Regions from separate parts of the Mus musculus genome. Here region 2 is linked to region 1. A link is a contact called in public Hi-C data. All regions are on one chromosome and are shown on one strand. The core of a region is the stretch at or near the end of the contact, and the rest is flanking DNA. Distances in the headings are between cores, read along the strand shown. Region 1 overlaps Slc18b1 (solute carrier family 18, subfamily B, member 1). Region 2 holds the start of Vnn3 (vanin 3).

The links. A called contact is a pair of places that touch in the nucleus more often than the background predicts.
Region 2: a Hi-C map of liver shows a contact between it and region 1, with 2.2 times the contacts expected there. The contact joins the promoter of Vnn3 here to the enhancer-like site in region 1. A contact is called at or near these places in 5 of 39 promoter capture datasets (the 3T3-L1 cell line, 3T3-L1-derived adipocytes, liver and 1 more), 2 of 15 datasets of contacts at CTCF or cohesin (the NIH/3T3 cell line and embryonic stem cells), 11 of 484 Hi-C or Micro-C datasets (Sertoli cells, embryonic stem cells, extraembryonic ectoderm and 6 more), 3 of 115 datasets of contacts at active chromatin or transcription factors (embryonic stem cells and extraembryonic endoderm stem cells) and 3 of 9 other capture datasets (adipose tissue, liver and pancreatic islet).

Annotation. Positions count from the first base shown.
Region 1 is chr10:23,809,423-23,816,843 of GRCm38.p6, forward strand. It overlaps Slc18b1 (solute carrier family 18, subfamily B, member 1), which reads left to right. Exons shown (of 14, transcript NM_183116.2): 6 at 1,367-1,523; 7 at 6,871-7,007. Among named protein-coding and RNA genes, the nearest start is that of Slc18b1, 16 kb to the left of the region's middle. Within about 2 kb of position 2,884, at least 42 of the 459 cell types and tissues checked have an H3K27ac peak or open chromatin away from gene starts, as enhancers often do. A contact at or near this core is called in embryonic stem cells, extraembryonic ectoderm, granulosa cells and 2 more, where this site is marked.
Region 2 is chr10:23,847,812-23,855,232 of GRCm38.p6, forward strand. It overlaps Vnn3 (vanin 3), which reads left to right and starts at 3,651. Exons shown (of 7, transcript NM_011979.2): 1 at 3,651-3,985; 2 at 4,096-4,226. The coding sequence starts at 3,773.

The DNA of each region.
Region 1 (7,421 bases), core at 1,634-4,133:
AACACCTCACTAATTTTACTGATAAACTCACATTGGTGGCTACAGTATCTAGTTATAAAACCCATCCATTCTCTCTTTACTGGCTGTGTACACTTACACCGCATAGATATCTCCTAGTTAATTAAAATGCTAGTGAATATTTACATCATTTGCATCTTTTGTTCCTTTGTTTAGAACAGGGTCTCATTTAGGCCAGGCTTGCTAGAACTCTCAACAGTTGACCTTGAACTCCTGGTTTTGGTGCCTGAAACCTTTCTCTTGGGTGCTGAGATCACAGGTGTCTGCCACTGCACCTTGCTTCACATTGCAAACAGTGCTATAGTATCAGTGTGTGAACCAACATCTCTCTCTCTCTCTGTATAAACTGTGAAGTGACATTTTTAAAAGTAGTACTCTCATAATTCTGTTTTTGCTTACATTTTTGAGAATTTCTACATGAGTACAATATATTTGTATAATTTCCACTCCTTTTCCTTAGTTTACTGCTTTGTGTGTGTGTGTGTGTGTGTGTGTGTGTGTGTGTGTGTGTAAACACAGCTTCCACCAAGTTCATCTAGTGTTGCTCATACGTCTCTATGCTCAGCCCTGACCACAGTTGGATAACCAACCCGGGGCTCCCCCTGGAGGATACTGATTCCCTTTCTTAGCAGCCATTGGTTGCCTATAGTGCTCACCTGGGGATAAAGCTCTGTGAGATTTCTCCCATCCACGGGCACGTCAGTCAGTTAGTGTAGTCACTATGCTGGTCTTCCTCAGGTAACTGTATTGTTGGGATGTCATGGATGCAACTTCCCTGTCTCATGCAGAGGACACTCTCTCATCGCAGATGTCCTGGGCCTCTGGCTCTTTCCATCTTCTGCCCCTATTCCTTGGTGCTCCCTGAGACGTAGGTATATGGGTTGTAGTGCATGTATATCAGTTGGTGTTGAACACCCTGTGACCAGTTGTATTTTACATTTTGACCAGTTGTAGATTTCTGTAATGGGCTCCAGCAGCTTAGAAAAGAAACGTCTTTGATGAAAGGTGGGAGGTGCACTTCCCTGTGGATGTACGGACAAATATTTCAAATGTGGTTACAAACTATACTGCTTTAGGAAAATGGCAGTTACCAGGGTCTATTTCCATGTCTATGGCCTTACCAGCCACAGGGAGGCTAGCTAGGTTTACAGGACCAGGCATTTTGAGATGGGGTCTTACTATGCCACCCTTTCTGGCCTGGGACTCATAGACATCTACCTGCCTCTACTTCCCAAGTGCTGACATTAAAGGTCTGTGTCATCATGCCTGACACTAGTAATTCTTCATCTAAAATACATGAGCTAAATCCTCGTTTCATTTTTGTTTTTTGTTTTTTTTTTACTTTTAGGGAAGTCTTGAGGTTTTTTCTGGACTGGGGCTGGTAGCAGGCCCCCCTTTAGGTGGCCTTTTGTATCAATCCTTTGGCTACGAGGTACCCTTTATTTTTCTGGGGTGCATAGTCCTGCTGATGATACCACTCAACCTATACATTTTGCCTAGTTATGGTAAGTTCAAACTTAATACTCGCTTTAGACCTTTTATTTTATTTGTATGTCTTTGTAAAGGATACATTACGGTATGTTGGCTTTTAGTTAATGTAATCAATGATACCTCTTTTGCCACACCCTCAAAAACTGGCTCTCTTTCCTAAAACATGGGTAATTAATTCATGAGAACTTTTGCTTACAGAGGACTAGGGATAAAGCTCAATTAGCAGACTACTTGCATCAAGTCCTAGGTTTGCTCTCTAGCTCCACACAAAGAGAACGATGGTGGTGCTCATCTTTAAAGCACCTCAGCTATAGGGTGAGTTTACGGCCAGCCTAGGTTGCATGAGGCCCTATCTTCAAACAAACAAACAAACAAACAAATAAATAAATAAAAGCATATCACAAAAATTTCTAGGTTTTAGGAGGATCAAAATACTTAATTTCTCCTCACAAGCCATTGCCATTGGGCTGAACTAAATCACCAGAAACTGCTGTGGGCAACACATTTTGTCTACAAAGCAGTAAAAGCAAGGTGAGATCCCTATAAGTTCTAGGCCAATGTGGCTTTAGGTTCTTTTGTTGTTTTTTTTTTGGGGGGGGGTGGGGTGGGGGTGGGATGGGGTGGTTGAGACAGGGTTTCTCTGTGTAGCCCTGGCTGTCCTGGAACTCACTTTGTAGACCAGGATGGCCTTGAACTCATAAATCTGCCTGCCTCTGCCTCCCAAGTGCTGGGATTAAAGGCGTGTGTCACCACCCCCCCCCCCCCCCCCCCCCCCCCCCCCCGCTCGGCTTGTTGGTTTGTTTTTAATACGGTCTCACTATGTAGCCCTGCCCACCCTGGAACTCACACGCCCAGAGATCTTCCTGCCTCTACCTTTCCCAACTCTAGGTTCTAGGTCAACTTTGTGTACTTAGTGAGTTCCACGCCATCCTGGGCACAAAGTGACACGTTTGTTTTTCACTCCGTGAGTTTCTTTGAGATACATCTCAAACAAACTAAAACATTCAGTGTAGCCGGTCAAGGCCAATTATTCCTTCCCAGTGGGCCTTCTGCTTGTCTGGAGCAGTAATAGTTACAAGGACACAGTAAGATAATAGTTCCTGGCACAGTAAAGGAATCATTCCGGGTCAAAGTTTCCATCCCCACATAAATCACTAATCACAGTGATAAGCAGCTGCATACTGTCATGGTTAACTGATAGGAGCTAACCAGGGCAAGGAGCACAGAACACTTTGGGCCATCAGGTTCTTAGCTGTGGCTCATTGGTAGTTCCCTTTGGTCCAAATGAAACTTACTAGCCAGGTTATGTACATTGTAAGCATTGATTCTTAGTAGGGTAGTCAACTTGTATTCTTGCTAGGTTACTATGGGGAACTGGGGAGAACAGAGCCAGCGAGGCAATACCACAGTAAACCACAAGGTGGTGCTTATCCTCTTTGCAAGTGTAAGGAATCAGTTTTTTGTTTGTTTGTTTTGTTTTATGTTGTTTTCCCTTCGTTTAGCATCCTGGGCTATGTCCAGGTATGATGGCTAAACAGTCAGCAACAGACCTGGGGAGATGGGTCAGCAGTGAAGAGCATTGGATGCTCTTGTAGAGGACCTAGGCTCAATTCCCAGCAACTACATGGTGGCTCACAGCAGCCATCTGTAATGGAATCTGATGCCCTCCTTCTAGTGTGTGTCTGAAGACAGCTGCAGTGTCCTCATATACATAAAAAAAAAAAAAATCTCAAAAAAAAAAAAAGAAAGAAAAAGAAAAAAAGAAAAGAAAAGAAAGGGGTTAGATTCTCATGTAGCAAAAGGAAAAAAAAAACTCTTTATTACATTAGGAAATGAGAAAAGATAGCTAAGACAGGCTAATTAAAACTGGAATTTAAAAAAATCCCTAAGGTCGATAATATTAAGTTTGGAGTGTTCCTAAATAAGTGCACTCTTACAGTTATTGAAAGTTTTAATGCCATTGAAAGTTTTAGGATAGATGTTACAGGAAATCTCCAACCCAAATAAACCCACGCAAAGAAAACACGACTCAGTTAATATGAATAAAACTGCATGCCTAGATTGGGCAGATCTGCCGCTACACTACCATCTTCCTCATCTGTGAGACCCCTTATTTGCTTGTGGTTCCTCCAGGCCACGGGCTTCTGCTCCACTTTCCTTCCACCCCCTCTGTCGTCCTCTCTTCTCCCTCTCCTCCATCTCGCCCAAACTTTCAGCTCCACCTTCTCTTCTCCTGCCCAATCACAGGCTCTAGCCTTTGTTTTACAAATTAAGTAGGGGGGAGGACTCATTCGTGTCCTAAGCCCCTCCCTGGAGAGTGGAATTAGCATCAAAATACAAGCAGTCCCTGGGCCATCAGCAACTGTAATGAAGTTGTCTTTTGTTTTGACTTGTGAGCAGTTAGAATCCTGTGTTCAATACCTGCTGCTCATTCCTTCCACCCCCATGGCCCGCCATACTTAGGCTACTTAGCATTGTGTGTTAGGAGTCCTTGACCCATTTCCATATCTGCTCTCCAGTTGTTCCCTGATGTCCTGTTCTAACAGTCATGGCATGCCACGCCTCTCATTAAAACCCTCAACCTGAGAATCTGAGGAGCCTGCTTTACACCATGGTGACAGGAGGATCTATGGAGTTACACAATAGTCCCACCTCCTTTGTGGGCCACATACTACAAGACCAGAGCACACATCAAGCCCACTTCTACTAAGTTTTGATGTGTGCACACATACTTACGGTAAAGTTTAATTTAAAATTAGGCACAGTTAAGAGATTAACAATATGGGGCTGGTGTGATGGCTCAGCGGTTAAGAGTACTAGCTGCACTTGCAGAGGAACAGAGTTCAAGTCCCAGCATCCACATGGTGGTTCACAACCATCTGTAACTCAGCTCTCAGGACAGAGCATCCTCTTCCGGCCTCTGAAGCACCAGGAACACATGGCAGGTTCCTGGCACAGACGGACATACAGGCAAAACACCACATACACATTAAATAATTAAATAATTGTAAAAGGAGATTAGCAATAATAATGAAAGCATAAAACAAGTACGATTACTATAATTAAAGTTGTTTAAAATTTAGAAACTCGTTGTTTCTGGATTTTTCCAGTTATTATTGTTATTATTATATAATTTTTTTTTAAAGACAGGGTTTTTCTGTGCAGCCCTGGCCATCCTGGACCAGGCTGGATTTGAGTTCAGTGATGCACCTGCCTCTGCCTCTTGAGTGCTGGGATTAAAGGCTTGCACCACCACGCCCAGCCATCCTTTTATTTTAAAACTTAAAACAATCGGTACATTTTACTTATTTCATTTTCTGTGTGTGAGTTTTTGACTGTGTGCATGTCTGGTGCTCACAGAGGTCAGAAAGAAGGCATGTGGGCACTGGAAACTAAACCTCTGTCTTTTGTAGGAGCAGCTAGTGTTCTTTACTGAGCTATATATTATAACAGATAATGCTTTCTGTATACGCAAGAAATGTAACAGATTAAAACAAAAGGTTTTTTTATAATTAAAAAAATTTTTTTGATTTATTTATTTATTATATGTAAGTACACTGTAGCTGTCCTCAGATACTCCAGAAGAAGGCATCAGATTTCATTACAGATGGTTGTGAGCCACCATGTGGTTGCTGGGATTTGAACTCGGGACCTTTGGAAGAGCAGTCGGCACTCTTAACCACTAGCCATCTCACCAGCCCTTAAAATTATTTTTATTTTAATATTATATTATTTGTTGTTTTCTCTCTGTCTCTGTCTCTGTCTCTCTGTCTCTGTCTCTGTCTCTCTCTCTCTCTCTCTCTCTCTCTCTCTGTGTGTGTGTGTGTGTGTGTGTGTGTGTGTGTAGCCCTGTCTGGCTGTCCTGCAACTCACTCTTGTAAACCAGGATGGCCTTGAACTTAGACTCCAACAACCTCTCTCTCCCAATTGCTGGGATTAAAGGCATGTGCCCCATGCCTGGTTATTTTTACCATTTTAAATTGTGTGATGGGGGCTGGTGAGATGGCTCAACAGGTAAGAGCACCCGACTGCTCTTCCGAAGGTCCTGAGTTCAAATCCCAGCAACCACATGGTGGCTCACAACCATCCGTAATGAGATCTGACTCCCTCTTCTGGTGTGTCTGAAGACAGCTACAGTGTACTTACATATAATAAAATAAATAAATAAATAAATCTTTAAAAAAAAAATTGTGTGATGAGTGCAGAGGCTTTGGAGCCCCTGGAGCTGGAGCTACTGGTGGTTGTGAGCCACCTGATGTGGGTACTGTAAACAGAACTCTGTTCCTCTTAAAGAGAAGTGAGTGCTCTTAATTGCCAACCCATCTCTCCAGCCCATCTTTTGTAATTTTCAATTCAAATTCATTGAAGTTCAAAATCCACTAAGATCAACTGCCTGCTGGCAATACCTGGCTATGCCACAAGGTGGCACTATACCCTCTCTAAAGTAAAATACATACTCTGGTTTGAGGGTTGCGCTTTTGAATGACAGTATTCTCTGTATTCTGAAAATTTCCCTGAGAATATTACCTAAAATAACAAAAGTTTGCACAGTCTTTGAATATTTAGATATTGCAGATAGCCATGCTGATACTCAGATAGTCATGAACTTGGGTTAGGAGACTGGGAGACATGATCTTAAATGATAAAAGTCGTTCACACAGTGACACACCGCCTTCCAGTCTCTCAATGTAGGGTTTAGTTTGCACTCACAAAAGTAACCAGGTCTTGTTTTACAAAGAAAATTAGGAACCCCCCCCTCCCATGACACACACACACACACACACACACACATACACACACCCCTGGTGGAGCTCGAAGCACAGATGGTGATTTCTCTGTGGCTGTTCATGCCACTGTCCCATCCAAAAGGCCTTACTTCTAGATTATAAGGTGAAAACCTCCCGGCACACACTGATTGCACTGGACAGACACTATTTGTGTTTGAAAACCTGAGATTTGCTTTTTTTTTATTATTTTTTTTTTATTTTGGAGTTTTGTTTTGTTTGTCTTTTGAGATCAGTCTTACGGAGCCAGGCTGGCTTCACTCACTATGTAGCGGGGGATGAAATGAATTCCTGAACCTCCTGCTTCTACCTCCTAAGTGCTGAGATGCTGAGTATATGTCACCACGCCAGGGTGAAAGGCAGTCTTTTCAATAAAAATTGATCATGCCTTCTAAAGATGAAGAGTTTGGAAGCTGATGTAGATGATACTATTTAATTTCGGGCAACCCAACTGTACAATTCATTTTTATTACTAGATAGATAGTCTTACCAGCTTTGGCCCTCAAAGAAAGTTAAAAGATAACGCTAAGAGATGGTAATTGCGATGATGTATCTCTGTTTCTATTTTTAACCCAAGAGTCCGATCCAGGGAAGCAGTCCTTCTGGAAACTTGTCACCTTACCCAAGATGGGCCTCCTAGCCTTCGTGATCATCTCTCTCAGCTCCTGCTTCGGCTTCCTGGACCCAACCCTGTCTCTCTTTGTCATGGAGAAGGTAAGCACCGAGCTCTGCATGTTGGCCCTGATTATGTGCCCTCAGGCTCCTTAGCTGTTCTAAGGAGGGAGACAGGGAGCTGCGCTCTGGCCCCTCAGTGTTGTTCTTTGAGGGATGCGACTCTGTGATCTGGGGCCTGATCCATTAAGAAAAAAATCTTCTCCTAGAGTCCAGTACACTGTCTCCTTCTACCTAAGACCTTGCTCATGCTGTTCCAGGTCTGGGCGGTCTGTGCAGGCATCTTCCATATTAGCTACCTAACTAGGACAGCTTTTCTCTAATTGTGTGAGTTGTAAGGAGGCATTACGAGTGGTCACTAGGTCAATGGGTCACTAGGTCACTAGGTCTTCTGATGTGAGTTGTCCTCCGCTCCCTGATGTCCCTGATTTACTTTCTCTTTAGCTATTTGATATA
Region 2 (7,421 bases), core at 2,401-4,900, 39 kb after region 1:
GTAGTCTATTCAATTATTTTAGAACAGCCATTGTTCTGATTAATGTCTTCCAATGATGCAAAACTTTGCCTGTTTGTTCTTCAGCATCTTTCATGAATGAGGGAGGCCAACCTTTTCATATGTGTGAGCCCAAGGTAATCACTGTTTTCTATTGTCATTTTGCAAACTCAATCAAGAATGGAGTTTCTCATATATAAAAGGAGTTTAAAAGGAGTCACCCTGTAATAGGGGACAATGCTTTTCCCAGACACCATAGATCATCCAATGAACACCCAGTTCTAAGTATGGATTACCTCTTTGTGAGTGTTGGTCAGTGGGCGTTGGCTCTTCCAGAAATTGATGGCAAGACCCATATTGCTGCAGACACCACATACTTAAGTCATGGGACATGGGACAGTTAGCCTGGCACTAACCTAGTTGCTTTGTTTCTAATTGGCTAGATTTCATTGTGCCAGAAAGTTCTACTTTGCTACAGAAAGAGAAAAGTATTTAGCAATCGTACTCAGCTTTGAACCCTGTGAACTGTACCATGGGTTAGCCTGCAAGATATGCCATTGGTAAAATAGTTTCATGGGCACAACCAAACACGTTCTGGGTTAGAATTAAAGTCTGCTTCTTAAGACAGAACTCATGCCTGGCTGATGCAATAGTGCTGCCCTGGTGGCCTGTCTGGCCATGCACTGGAGAGCAACAATCGACCTGTTATTATCTCATGGAGACTCTCTGGCCTGGAGCTCCCAGCATGTCTCCACCCAGCTTTCTAAGTTTCCACTGATGGATTGCTACCACACCAGCCCCATGCTTCAAATCCCTCACGGCCTTTGTGGTGCACCTCAGGCAAATCCACGCTTGGCTGCTGTACCTTTCTCTCTTGAACCTGGACGAGCCACCGAGTGAAGGAAATCACAACACAAACTTAGTTCAGAAATGATGGTAACTCAATCGCTTGGTGCAACAACTAAAATCCTAATCTTGTAAGCCTTGTTAAATCTAAATCCTCCAGTGGTGAATCCTGATGATTCAGCCATCGAAACCAGGAGACATCTTGTCCTCATGCTATCCCTGTTCCAAAAAGACCTAACTCTCTCCTGCTTCCTCTCTTCCCCTACCCAACCCAGAAGTCCCTCCTACTCGCGCAGTGATTGGCTCCTCTATTCATTAGGGGATTGGTTCACAAGACGTAACCTGAGTACTGACTCAGTCCTTGTCCACAACCTCTCCCAGGAGAGCGGGATTATCATCAAAATATAAACAGCACCAGGCTCATCCACAACACAATAGTAATTTTTCTATTGCTAGGATAAAACATGTTGACCCAGACAATTTATAAAAATAAGGACCTGTTTATATACCTTGAGATACCAGAGGGATAAAAGTCCATCAGGGCAGAGGAGTACAGTGGCAAACAGCTGGCATAGTGGCATGAAGTGGTTGCTGAGAGCTCACATCTTGATCTTTAAACACAAAGCAGAGAGAAGAAACTAGAAATGTTGTGACTCTTATACCCTCAAAGCCCACGACCAATGACATACTTCCTCCAACAACGTTATACCTCAAAAACCTACCTGATACCACCACGAACTGGGGCCGGTTATTACATGAGCTTATTGGGGGGGGGGGGGGGATTCTCATTCAGATCACTATGGCAGACTGTCATAGACCCTAGGAAAAGAATTTAACACTATTATTCTAAATGGACATAGAAATAAACTTCACCCTAAGATCGTATCTTTACATATGTAGATTAGTACATTTCTTAACCTTCATCAGAGAAGCTCCTCTTTCTCCTCCTCCTTCTTCTTCCTCCTCCTCCTCCTCCTCTTCCTCCTCCTCCTTTTCTTCTTCTACATTGATTAACACAGGGACCCATAACTGGCACACATGCAGAGAGTAAGAAAGAGTGGAGTGCTCAGCTCTAAATGACAAATCTAAATCACTCACCTCCCCAAGGATCAAAGATGACTGTGGAGGAGGCAATGGAAAGAATGTAAAAGCCAGAAATAGTGAACATCTACAGTGAATTGCATTTGCACATTGGACATGAGAGGGCCCTGGCACACACAAACTCAGAACCTATAGACTGCATAAGACCCACTCTAGATCAAGCTGCCTAAAATTCAGCAAGGATGGAGGAGAGGCTGCTGAAGTCTCACTCCAGTGCAGAAGGTGGCAATTGGTTGCTGCTGGGGGAAGAAAGATAAGGTTTTATTTCTGTTTTTCTTTCTTTGGTCAAATTTTATTTTATTTTTATTAAATTTATTTATTCACTTTACATCCCAATGTCAGCCCCCCTTTTTTTCCCAGTACCCCTCATGCAAATCCTCTCTGCATTCTTCCCTCCTTTGAGAAAGGGGAGTTCCCCTCTAGGTATTGCCCACCCCCAGCCCTTACTCTGCCTCCTGCACATCAAGTCTCTGCAGGGCTAGGTGCATCCTCTCTCACTGAGGCCAGATAAGGCAGCCCAGTTAGGGAAACAGGATCCAAAGGCAGGCAGACAAGGCAGGCAGGCAGACAGCTGAGTTAGAGACAGTCCTCTCTTCTGTTGGAGGACCTGCATAATGACCAAGCTACAGATCTGCTACATACGTGCAGGGACCTAGGTAGGTCCAGCTTATGCTTGCTCTTTGGTTGGTGATTCAGTCTCTGGGAGCCCCCAAGGGTCCAGGTTAGTTGACTCTGTTGGTTTTCCTGTGGAGTCCTTGTTCTCTTCAGGTCCCTCAATCCTTCCCACAGCTCTTCCATAAGGCTCCCCAAGCTCCATCTAATGTTTGATATGAGTCTTGCATCTCATTCCATTGGCTGCTGGGTGGAGCCTCTCAGAGGAAAGTTATTCTAGGCTCCTGTCCTAGAGACTCCTTCCCCCTACCATCAACTATGGAAAACCTGGACTCATTTGGACCTGATATATATATATATATATATATATATATATATATATATATATATATATATATATATATAGAGAGAGAGAGAGAGAGAGAGAGAGAGAGAGAGAAGAGGTGTGAGAATGGGGGTTGGATTTGTGTGTTTGACTAAAACACATTATAGACCTGTATGAAATTCTCAAATGAAACAAAGGATGGCTGGAGAAATGGTTTAGTAGTTAGGAACACTTGTTCTTTCAGAAGACCTGGATTTGTTTCTCAGTATCCTTGTCACCACCAATACTCATAACCCCTGAAACTCCAATTCCACGGGGAAATCTGACACCGTCTTCTGACCTTCCTGGATTGACCTGACCAGTCATGGACTTGGTACAGATACACACATAGAGGCAAAATACCCATACAAATAAAACAAAACAAATCTAATTAAAATAAAACCCTCAGGCTTTTCTTAGACTGTTTTGTCCCTATTGCAGCCATAAGTATAAATCCTCAACAAATTGTTGATGTGATAGCTGTCTTCTAGAACACCACAGTATTTACTGTACTAATGGGAATATTGGTGTGCTAGTAAAATACCTTTAATTTAAAAATACACCAATTAAGAACTTGACCAGTACGTTTAGTATGGACTCAACTGGTTGGTTCAGTGATTTCCCTTTTAGAGATGAGTTGGCCTCTGAGCAATGTCAACAATTGCTGCAAACCCATGCTCATGCAATTCTGAACTTCTGCCAATCTTGCATAACCCTGTTCCTCAATGCCGTGTTCCATAATATATTCACAGGCAGCTGGCTGGCATCACGACTTGCGTCTGAATATTTTTTTTTCCCACTGAGATACAGTAGAAGAACCTTCTGATTTTCAGAGATCACTCTATTTTAATTATGGCTTCATTACATTTTCCTCAATGGGCAGTGAGTTTTGTCTTCTTTGCCCAGGCTGTGGGTTCAATGGACACTTTTATTGCTGCTGTGTATGAACATGCTGTTATACTGCCAAACAAAACTGAAAGTCCTGTTTCCACTGAAGAGGCTTTGCTCCTGATAAACAAGAACATAGACATTTTGGAGAGTGCAATCAAGCTGGCAGCCAGACAGGTAACACTCTTTTGTTCATGTCTGAGATGGGATATTGATTGCAGCTGGACAAGAATGTAGATATTTAAAAATGATGAGGAAACTTTTCTTTCCATGTCTGTTTTGAGCAGGGTGCACATATCATTGTGACGCCAGAAGATGGAATCTATGGTTGGATCTTCACCAGGGAGACCATTTACCCCTACCTAGAGGATATACCAGACCCTGAAGTGAACTGGATTCCCTGTAGAGACCCTAGGAGGTAACATCATGCCAAAGAGTAAATGACTCTGTCAACAAAGAGTTAACGATGAGATAGAGCAGTAATGTCACCAGGCTTGACTTGTTATTTTTTTCTGATGATTAGACAGTCTGTGGCACTGGCCTAATGCTTCATAGTGTCTGCTACTCACTGTGCCTTCATGTGGCAAATATCTTTGGCTAAGAATACTTGATTCATTACGACAACAGTTCTCTTTAAAATCTAGCATGTGAACTGTTCCCCACAAGTATGTTTAACTAAGTTTCAGCCAAGTGAGAATGGTACTTCTGGAACTTGAGCTCTCAAGTGCAAGTCAGTGGGTTCGCCCAGGAGCCTTCACAAGAAGAGTGAAATGATTAAGGAGCCTGTGTGCCTTGCCTTTTCCTTTGCCTTTGCCTTTTCCATTTCCTTTTCCTTTTCCTTTTCCTTTTCCTTTTCCTTTTTCTTTTCCAGTCACTGTTTCTAAGGTCCAGAGACACATTAAAACAACTACCTATGACTGTCTGTAAAGACATGGATACAGACAGATGGACAGACAGAGCGATAGAGACAGAGAGACACAGAGACAGAGAGATAAGAGATAGACAGAGACAGAGAAACAGAGACAGGCAGGCAGGGGCGAGAGGGAGAAAGGGAAGAGAGCGAGAAGGGGGTGAGTATCACGGCTGAAGGAAGTCCAACTGGAAACTGTTGAAAAATCTAAGGCCAGCTTTTAGATAATATAAATATACCACCTGAGAGTCTACAGGAAGACACTGGTTAGGCTTGTGAGTGGATCCATAGGGGAGAACACTGGGGAAACTGTGAACGGTTCCCAAGCTAACCCTTCCAGAGCCTGTGTTGCTAACACCGTGCCGTCACCTTGGTTCCACAGTAGTCAGTAAGGTGCATGGGAGTTTCAGGGGGCTTGAACAGGAAGCTTCCTTTCTGAGTCCACATCTTACTACCTCCCAGCTGAGTGGATGGGTACACAGCACAAATGTTTCTCTGTCTATAATATGAGTGCAATGAAATTCCATCCCTACTTTCCTTATAGAATAGACAAGAATGTCAAACAAAATGGTGTGTGTGACCCTTTACCCTGCAGTGTTCTTTTTAACATCTCAGGTCACAACGACTTCTTTTTGGTAGAAGAAAACATGTGTAAACTACTACAAACTTTTTTAATAGAGATTTTAGAAATTATTAATAAGTGTGGTTTGAGCATAACTTCCTTAAAATATATATTTAATTAAGAAATTATGTTTATTAATTTAAATGAAGATGAGATAGATTTGTTGGTGTCCTTACCTTTTAGCATAGTTCACAGGTGATTTTTTTTTAAGTAGGGAAATTTTAAAACTGCTTTCAGTTGCCAACTTTATATCTGCATGCACCCGTTCAGACTCATATCTATTGCCTTCAAGGCAGTGGTTCTCAATCCATGGGTTGTGATCCCTTTGCGTCAAACACTTTAACAAGGGTCATGTAAGACCACTGGAAAACACACGTATTTACATTATGATTTATAACAGCAGCAAAGTTATAGTTAAGAAGTAGCAACAAAAATAATTTTATGGTTGAGGGTCACCACAAGACGAGGAACCGTCTTAAAGGGCCGCAGTGTTAGGAAGGCTGAGAACCACTGCTCCGAGGAAGAGCTTTTAGACATAATTCTGGCCCCCTGAAGCCAGCTGGAAAGAAAATCCAAAGCTTCCATATTTGAGCTCTGCTATTTGAGTCAAGCCTCACCTTGAGACTTCTACCTTTGGGAAAATATTTTCCAAATGTCACATGATCTGTGTGTCCAGGAAGCGCAGGAGAGTGACTCCGTGTCTTCTTCCTGAAAGCTTCTCCCAGCACAGGAGGCAGTCATTACTTGCTGTCATTCTACTGCATGCGTTAACACATACCTCACTCTATGAGGTCACTCGAGCTGACACTCCGAAGAGAAGGTGCCCGTAAATCCGATAGTCATGCTTGCTTGAATTCTGTTAAGTCGGGAAGGCTTAAGTGGCTTATGAAATTCTAACACTGAATTGTTCCAATGATGAACATTCAGCTCTGAAGAACAAAAAGGAGGAAGTCAACTGGGTATCCGAGCTTATGACTGCAATCCTAGCACTCAGGAAAAACGTGGCAGAAATTGGTTCTTGAGCTCAAAGGCAGCCTGGGCTACACACCGAGAGTCTACTTAAAACCAAGCAAAACAACAACCTGGAACTGTTAGGGAGGTGGCTCAATGGATAGGGCACTTGCCAATTAAATGCGATATCTGGAGTTCAGATCCTCAGAACCCACACAAAAGCCAGGCTGGCATAGAGGCCATCTGTAGTCTAGTACTTTGGAGGGAGAGATGGGGGATTCTCAGGGAAACTTAGCTAGTCACACCAGCAGGAATTGGCAAACTGTTTAGTGAAAGACCCTGTCTTGATAAACAGAGAATGAGTAGGCAGGACGCATCAATTTCCAGCTTCCACCTGGATACCCACACACAACTGCTCACGCGTGTGCACTTATACACATATGAACACACACACACACACACACACACACACACACACACACACACACACATGCCATCTCTGTCCTGCTTGTCTTCTCATAATTACAGAAACCCGTAGATATGTTAGCTATTCATTGTGATTTTGTTGAATTCCAGGAGTTCTATCTGGTATGCTGGGCGTATCCAATTGTTTGCTTGCAATAGCAAGGGTCACTATTTGTATGTTACCTATGAGGAGAAAAAGAGGGAGGAAGGCTGTGTAATTAGTAATTAGGGTACGTGGAATTACAGCCATTTGATGGCTGGGGAGAGGCCTCAGTCCATAAAGTGCTTGCCTTGAAAGTGTGGAGCCCTGAGTTTGATCCTCAGAACCCGTGTAAAGAACTGGGACAGATGCACACATGACATCCTGGCAGTGGCAAGTTGGGAGGCAGAGACATTCTAATCCCTCGTGTTTGCTGCCAGCCAGTCCATCTTTGCTTGGTGAATGAAGTCCAGGGCCAGTGAGAGATGCTGTGTGAGAGGCAGCAGGAATGGAGGAAGGAACGAAGAAATGACACTCAGGCTTGTCATCTGATTCCACACACGTACACCTACACACCCACACCCACAAGTGCACCCATGAGCATACTCGTACACACACATCACACAGTCACTTGCATTAAGCCATGGCAACTTGCTGCCAGTAGACTACATTATACTGAAAATTA